Linked DNA regions of Aedes aegypti: region 1 is linked to region 2. The links are chromatin contacts, called in public Hi-C maps. All regions are on one chromosome and are shown on one strand. The core of a region is the stretch at or near the end of the contact, and the rest is flanking DNA. Distances in the headings are between cores, read along the strand shown.

Evidence for each region. Hi-C and Micro-C count contacts between places; a contact is called where the count stands out from the background.
Region 1: a Hi-C map of whole pupa shows a contact between it and region 2, with 1.7 times the contacts expected there. The contact joins the enhancer-like site here to the promoter of LOC5576030 in region 2. A contact is called at or near these places in 2 of 2 Hi-C or Micro-C datasets (whole body and whole pupa).

The regions. Positions count from the first base shown.
Region 1 is chr2:384,364,546-384,368,714 of AaegL5.0, reverse strand. It overlaps LOC5576030 (CD109 antigen), which reads right to left. Exons shown (of 9, transcript XM_021846922.1): 3 at 1-1,719. The coding sequence starts at 1,688. Among protein-coding and RNA genes, the nearest start is that of LOC5576031, 15 kb to the left of the region's middle. Within about 2 kb of position 2,719, at least 2 of the 3 cell types and tissues checked have open chromatin away from gene starts, as enhancers often do.
Region 2 is chr2:384,304,243-384,308,582 of AaegL5.0, reverse strand. LOC5576030 (CD109 antigen) reads right to left here and starts at 2,791. Exons shown (of 9, transcript XM_021846922.1): 1 at 2,744-2,791; 2 at 1,531-1,741.

The sequences.
Region 1 (4,169 bases), core at 1,470-3,969, 60 kb before region 2:
ATAAAGGCAACTCGAATCGAAGAATTGTAGATCCGTGTCATGGCATAGCCTTCAATGACTTCGTCGTAGAATCTTTCTCCTACACGGGCCGTGATTAACACTTCCATTCCAGCGAGATTACTTTGGAACAGTTGGGACAGTTCTGACATCGGGAACTTGAAGTGATACGTTCCGTTGAAGTATCTTAAGTATGGCAGGGATTCTCTGTAGGTGTTTGTCCACGAATCCCATTGCTCGGCAGAATCTATCGGTTTCTTGATCCAGAAAGGCCACTCTTCATCAAAGTTGAAATGTCGTTCGATCACATAGCTGTCCTGATAGTTCGACTGATACCTTTGATCTTGGTATTGGCTGTCTGGTTGGTTGAGCTGGCTTGTGAAGGTTGACTGAGCGTTGAACAGATCCGGGTTCGTGTATTGCAGGTAGTATGGGATGTTAGGGTCCAACTCTCGACGGTTGCCGGTATTCCATACTCTGTTCATGTGGTTGATAGCTTTGGGATTCATCCAACCAATTGGACGAATGGTAGCCTTAAGTGTTAGGTTACCTCTCGTGGGTGTTCCATTGGTAAAATTGGCCATGATTTTCCCGTGAATGAACGGATCGGTTTGGAAGAAGAAAGCAGGCATGGTTACGTTCACTTCAAATCTCGTCTGATAATATTCCTCCACACTGAATTTTCCTTCCTCGATTTGACCTTGGGCAATCACACGAATTCTCCATTCACCGAACATCGGTTGATCAGACAGTTTGTACTCTAAGCTAACAGATCCCAAGTTGGATTGCCTAGACAGCCATCGCCGCATGATGTGTCCAGTAGGATCGAGCATGTAGACATCGACGGCATTGTCGAAGCCTTTCAGTTCAGTAGTAATCGGGATCGTTCTGAATCGCACCATTTCTCCCTGCATGTAGACCGGTTTGTCCGTTTGAATGAAGATCGTCATTGATCGTTGCGAGAAAGTCAGTTTGGTCTCGTTCACGAAAATGTACCCGCCGAAGGTGTTTTCGTAAGAACCTTCCACTCGTAGTTTATAGTCGCCGACTACGCTGGTCGGAGGGATACGCATAAGTAGCGTTTCCGGGATACCAACGCGTACCGATTTCAGTTCGCTACTAAGTTCTACGCCGTCACGGGAGATACTAGCGCGTACAGCCATAGGATGTTGCGCCTCCAGCAGATTCACCGATACCTTGTAAATCTGACCGGGACGGACCATGCGGGATGCCACGACAAAGTACGTGATCTCCTTATTCAACGGATTGTTGGATTGGTCCAGGAAAACATTTCTGTTGCTCTGCGGATTGAATGTTCTCGGTCGAGGGGTTGTGCCGAATCGCGTACCAGGAAACTCCCGAGGCGTCGTCGATTGGAATAGTACATCTCGATCACGATCGCGATCGCCACGGCTGGGATCGAACCGATTGTCGATGCTGTTCGAGTCGGTCCCGTAGAAATCTCGACTGCCAAAGCTTGGATTCCGAGGATCGTTGCTCGCGGTTGGGTTTGACTGAGGCTGGAAATTGCTTGAGGTAGGATTGTATCGTTGTCGATTGAACGGATCGAGTGGATTGTATCGTGGCACGTCGTTGGGATTCTGTTGCTGTTGGGCCCAGGTTAGAATCGAAGGGAAGCCGAATAACAGCAGGAGCACACCCGACCAGGTCGGATGCCACCGACGGGTCATGCTGCCGCCGTGGTCGCTATTTTGATGAGTTCTGAAAGCAGATGGGAGAAAAAAGGAATTAATATAAGTATACTAGAAAACGATTTAAATATAAATTAGGATTGAAGTAAATCTGCAATTATTCGACAGGCAAACAGACGAAACTCTGTAGAAAATTGTAGTACCACGTTTAATCCATAATTTTAAATCTTTTAAGTTTTCTTATGTTCTTTCACTTGCACCTTCTGCGTGGCGATTTGCTTTGGACGAACATTTTTCTTACACTTACGTCTATTTGTCTTACTTTCTTCATCTTTATCTTCGACTAAATTAATTCAAATCTCTAGAGAAATTAATCGTTTCCCATTTTTCACCCTACACGGAGCAGTAAATTAAATTAGCATTTTGACTGGATAGGTTCGCGGTTGTTGAATGAAAGCAGTACATCAATCGACAGGGCAACCGATATTCCGGTGTCTGTTTTTCGTCAGGGTTTGGTGGCGAAATACAATACCGAACTACGTATCCAGAAAAAGAAACCACACTCAACTGATAATTATTTATGACACGCATTTTGTACTGCCCACTGCAATCGTGACACCACCCATCCCTAATATTCTATCTATACCTGAGGCAAAGCATCAGCACATTCTATATCAATTGCCAAACTTCTTCCCGCCACCTCCGCAATAGAGCTCCAGAACCATCAGAACGTAGCAATTTTTCGGTTGATGGATGATTGCGCTGTGAGATGGCGGGTTCCCCATTGCATGTTTCCGTTCTACAGCGGTCTATCCGCAGACCCATTGCACAGTTGACGGGTGAGCAAAATTAGTCGAACATTAAATTTTGTTCAACTGTCACAATACCGATTGCCGGACAATAGGACATTCGGACTGTCGTCACAACATTAAAGTTCCATGGCATTCAAATTGTCCGACTGAAGCTTTGTTTAAATTTTGAAGTTCATTGATTTGCTTGTCGTAGGTCTATGCAAAACGAGACCTCTCTGCTGAGCGTGTAACGCTGATGACTCTAATGCTGCCTGTATTGTGGGTGTCGTAGTGTTAACGTGAAGTGTGACGATGAGGTTGGGACAGGCATGAAGCGCAACGGTTAGTTAATGATGAATGAATGAATCATCGTGCTGGAATCGCTTGTCCAATGAGTAGGGGCGTAGGTCACTTTGCGTAAGCAAACTTATGTAGGTATAGGGAATTTTCGAGTTTAACTCGGATGGATTGTGACTGCTGTGGTCAATCGTTATCGATTGAAAGAATCACTGATCGAAAGAGTCGAGACAAACTTGTGGTATCGAATTAATGCAATTTTGTTTATAGATTTTGTTGAAGTAATTGTCGAGACCCAACATCTGATATTTCTATAACATCCAAAAAAAAAAATTGTGAATCAATTTATCTCAAGCAGGGCTGGGAAAAAATCTGAAATTCATTCTACAGTAGTCAAACAAAGCCAATCGCAGTCAGCGAAGCGAAGTCAGTGAAAATCACGCCCATCGCTGCTGTAGGCAAAGAGCCTTGAAAATTGCAAAAAACCCGTTGCTAAGGGCAACCCAAAATTACTGTAGAAAAATGTTCTATTTTCCGCTGCATTTCCCGCATTTATTGCTGTTTGCGTTTGACGTGCAAATCCAGTCTAACTGAACTTCAAATGCGGTAACACCAAGTAACCAAAGGATACTTAGCAACCATGATGCATATCACCGCCAACCTAGCAAAGAAAATCAAATTTTGACTTCGCCTTCCTTGTTGAAAATCTTACCGCATTTGGTGTTCCCGCATTTGATATTTGCATTTCAAATGTACACAGCAATATAGCCTTCAATGACACTAACGATTTAGAAAATTCATGCACCCAACATAGGCTACTTGATGAGATTCACATTTTTGAACTACTGTACTGATCTCAAGTCACTTCACACATACACACTTAGATTAAATTACTGGGGTCGGTAAAATTTTACTGGTTTTTGGAACTACCGAAAGAGTCAGTAAAATGGAAACTGTCGCCACGCGTAATTAAAAAGCAAATTTCACCATGTTTGATTTTTTATCAATATATGATGTAGAAAGAAAGCTCCCTGCAAAATTTCAGTAAAAAATCTCTGTTTTTCGATTTCTGACATTTTTTTTAGTTTACTGTTTTTTTTTGTAGTTTAAAAAACCCAGTTATGTTTACGAACAGATTGAGTGTGTAGATTAGGTACAGAAACACAGATAACATCAGATCTAAACATTTTCTAAAACAGATCAAACTCGAAGTTTTTTTTTCGAAATCTCCATTTCCATCTTTTAAATACTACTTACTGAAGTATTGCAGCATACGTGAACATTACTCGCAATCACTGTATCATTTTTGACGAATCATCGTACAAACAAGCCTAAGTTTGGCGATCAGACTATCTGAGATAATTTTATGAATGTCTTGGGACGTGGATGTCGTAACAAAACTAGGATCAGGTAGCAATCACAGGAATATAGG
Region 2 (4,340 bases), core at 1,542-4,041:
CTTTTATGTCACCCCCCCCTTCAAAAATCCGAAAATTTTGAAGGGGAGAAAAAAAAAGATTCATCATTTTTTTGACATCAGTTAGGTTTTTTTAATTTTTAGAGTAAAAACCAGGTAAAATAATGATCCAGATGACGATTGGAAAAAGTTTAACAACTATCGTTAAAAATAAAAATTCGAAAAAATAACTTTTTTTTTCATTTTTAATTTTTTGTTCCTTATTTATTTTTATCCCCCCCCTCGTACCTTCCAAGTGGTCTCGGACATAAAAGAAAATTAATATTTGTATCAGCCTAATACACAGTTTATATAGAAGTTCAATGAGTTACATGTGATTTCCCGATGAATCAAATATTTCATCATATTTGATTTGAAAATTTTAATTTGGATTTTTATCTTAAATTTAAGCTGTGCGCCTCCATACATTGCGTGATCCTACCGGGAAGATGGGTGTGTGGCTACAGAGCGAGGTCCAAACAAATTTGAAAACGTTAGCATGATCAAAAGACCACGGAGGTCTAAAAATCCTAAAAAAAAAACGTTTATTTGACTGTCCGTAACGGAAGATGAGAAAGGTATTAATGAGTTTAAATAACATAACAATTTCTCTCCTGTTCTATAATATGATGGCTTTTAAACAAAAACATAATTAATTATATTAGACAGCGTTGATAGGATGCCAATTTGGATTGCGGATTTTTTGCAAAAGGCAAATTTGTGACATTCGATCCGCGAGAACCAGTTTATGAACGATAACCGCCAAATTCCTCGAGAGACACGATAAGCATAATTACGTCAGTCGGCAAGAAGTACCAATGCTGCGTGTATTTATGTTGTTGATCTTTACTGACGTTACCACCCATCTCTCTCAGTGAAGACAATATCAATCTTTAGCTTTGGTATTGGTATTGGATACGCCTTAAAAGTGGATATCTAACAGCACAGCTAGCGTTCAGTTCCATCGCCCGTCCGTATGAGATGATTGTGATCGGTCAAGGTGGTTGTGCAAATTGACTTCCATCAGAAGATCGCACCGCATCGGACCGAAGTATTGGTGGAAGCATGAGTAATGCTGCTACCTTTGAAATGCACAACCTGTCAGGTTTACAACAGCTAATGAATAGAATAGAAAACTGACTTTGCTTTGATATTAGAGCAAGACTCAAAACTAATCTCTTGATGATATCATAAAATTTAACGGCAAACAGAATGATTCTCAATTGAAATATCAATAAATTCAGCATAACATGATCACCTCTCACTTGCATGTGAGAGTGATCCACGCCCCTGTGGTAACATTCTTTTGAGAAAACCTCCCTAAAGGTGTATGAATCAACAGGTGGCATCAATGGAGAAAAACAGTGTTTTATCTATTGCAATACATTTTTATTTGATATGGGTGCTTCAATGTTGAATTTGATTTTTGAAATTTTCAGCTTCATTGGTTAACGCCCAGAGTTGATACGTGGAGATCTATCCATAAATTTCAAAAACAGTGCAAAGATGTTGCCTTATGATCAACACTCCTACCTGTTTGTGTTGGTGTGCTGCGGGGTCTGTCCAAAGTGGGGCCAAGTTATCCACGCTTCAGCTAGCTCGTAAGGGAACCTCCCTTATTTTAGAAATCACTTAAATTCGATCCAGCTTCTTCCAATTTTGTTTGCTCTTCTCTCATTACGGGTTGCTCACTGCACTTAGCTTTCCAAAAGATTACCGCGTCTTGAAATCACCACCGAAATCGCTAGTAAATGATAAACAATTAATAGCTGGTAACTACACGATATTAAGCCACACCACAAGCTGCCTTTTTGACTTAACCACTGGCTTAACTACCACCACACTGAATCACCGTCGGGCGCACAAGACGGGAATTTTAAATTTTAAGCCACACTCCACACACTCTCAAAACAATGCTGAACTCTCGCGTAACAATTCTAAAGGGCCAATGATCAAATTGTAAACAAATCGGGTTTTGATACCATTCGATAGCATCTCCCACCACCCACAAACTATGCAAACATTGTCAACATAATCATAAAACTTACCGTTATAAACTCGGTTTTCAAAACGGCCAATAACCACTTTTTTCCAAATCATTCATTGGCCCCCGCTCGAAAAGGCCAATGATTGGTTCTCGCTCCATCAAGAGGGCCTACAATCGGAAAATTTCGCAAACTGTCATTGGCCTTAGCATGATGAGAGGCCAATGACTCTCTCTTGCTCATTCATTAAAAACCGAAAAGGCCTAGCCTTGGGCCAAGCACGCTAATAAAATTCTATTTTGGCCAATAAAAAAGGCCCATGCCTTGATGAAAATCGAAAATGGGCCAAGCATTTAAACTCATCATTTTTTCCACATATTTGTCAGTTTTCAGAATAAAATCGATTATTAGCATGTAGTAATAGTGAATCGTCACTCAACTAGCAAGAAATCACATTGATTGATTTGAATACTGAAAAATAGGAATCGAAAATGTGGTGAATAATATTCAAATCGAATTTTCTCAGAGTCAACGATCTGAGGATTGGCCCTTTTGAATTGTTACGCGAGAACTGGCCAAAATGCTCCACGGTTTCCGAGGAGAGCAGCCTGCAACCGTAAAGTAACGCACACCTTTTCGTTCCCGCTCTGGTCAGCGGTGTGCGTTTACGATACGGGGAATAACAACACAACACAAAAGCGTCTACCGATGCAACAGTAGCCTAATAACAACGGCACTGCCGTCGAAGGCTCGATACTAACTCGCAGGAGAAATAAACTAAACCGTTACGTACGGAATCTCGTCGCCGACTGAGGCAACAGACAGCGAACGGGCAACCGGCTGTGCGAGAAAGTGAACGGCTTTGGCTCACGATATGATGATGGGTGAGTCCGATGAGATGTGAGAATGTTTATGTTTTGTGCTGTGCAATAGGGTGTCTGTCAATATATACATTATAAAAATATAACGGATAGGAAAATGTTCGCATTGAAATAAGAATAATGCTTGTTGTTTTGACCTATCGATCTTTGTTTGAATTTTTTTGAAATACAGTCAAAATTCCGTAACTCGATATTGAGTTAGAGAACCATAAACTAAAATGAACGATGAAGTGGTACGAACCGTGAACCGTGAAGTTTTTAAATTTGCTATTCCAAAAAAGATTGACTAATCATGCACGCTTTTTGATGCGCGTTTTGTTCCTCCTCAATCCAATTGCATCGATAGCCCCGTGCGTAAGCGTTCACGTTGCATATTTTTAAACATAAAATGGTATTTTTTCTGTTGAAACGCCATGGTAAAATTAAATGCTCAAAATATCTAGAACAGGGTGTCGACCGAATTTTGAAAATAAAATTCCCTGACTTTCCCTGACCTTCCAGTCGTTTTCCAGAAAAAATCCTGGCCATGTCGATTGGTTTGTTTGGCAGAGTTTATGTTTTAGGTCGTATGAATAAACTGAGCAATAGTTTTAACGATAATTTTCTTAAAGTTGATATGATAAAACTGAGCACATGGGTATGCACTTTTCAAACTTGATAATTTGTAATAATAAAGCAGTAAAAGCTGAGTAGAAGCTAAGTAAATTCTGAGTCATCTACTGATCGTATTGAAACCTTCAATCGCAAAAGTTACTTTTAAAATTGTAGAAAACGATGTATTCGGATGTTGAACTACCTCAGATATAATTTCACAAGTTTCAGGCATAAAGGACATTTTTGGACACCTTCCGCAAGCTGATTATACCATTTTTATACATAAGACGTCACTCTATTAAGATCATTACTATGCTTTTTTATTGGAAGGACTTTTTTCCTGAAATTTGGCTACTTATTTTTAAGGTAAAATTACAGCCATTGTCAAAGAACTTTCTTTGAAAAAATCATCAAGGAATTCAATAAAAAAATCTCAGAAATTCCAATTTAAATTCTTAAATGTATTTTTCCAAGTATTCCTCCAGTACTTCTTTGTCCAGGAACTCCTCTAATATTTCTCCCAGAACCTGCTCAAATGTTTTATCCAATCACTTTAATATCACAAAGAATTATTGTTGTGAACGAACGGATTAGCAGGTGCATTGTGTCCCAATTTTCCCACCTGCTGTCCAGCTCGTCTCTATCATGAGCAGGGGTGCCATTATGCCAGATTAATCGGTTCAGTTACTTGCTCTAACTATAGTTCGATAAGAGCCTGTTGTGAAAAATGAGGCAAATTGGTGCAACCATTTTTGAGTGATGAGTATTTAGGTATTTAGCTATATAGGGGATGTCGATCTCTCAAAGCCAGGCTATCGACATGATGGAGACACCATCTTCTATGGTGACAGAGGGCTCGATTGGCTTGTCAGATAGATCGGGC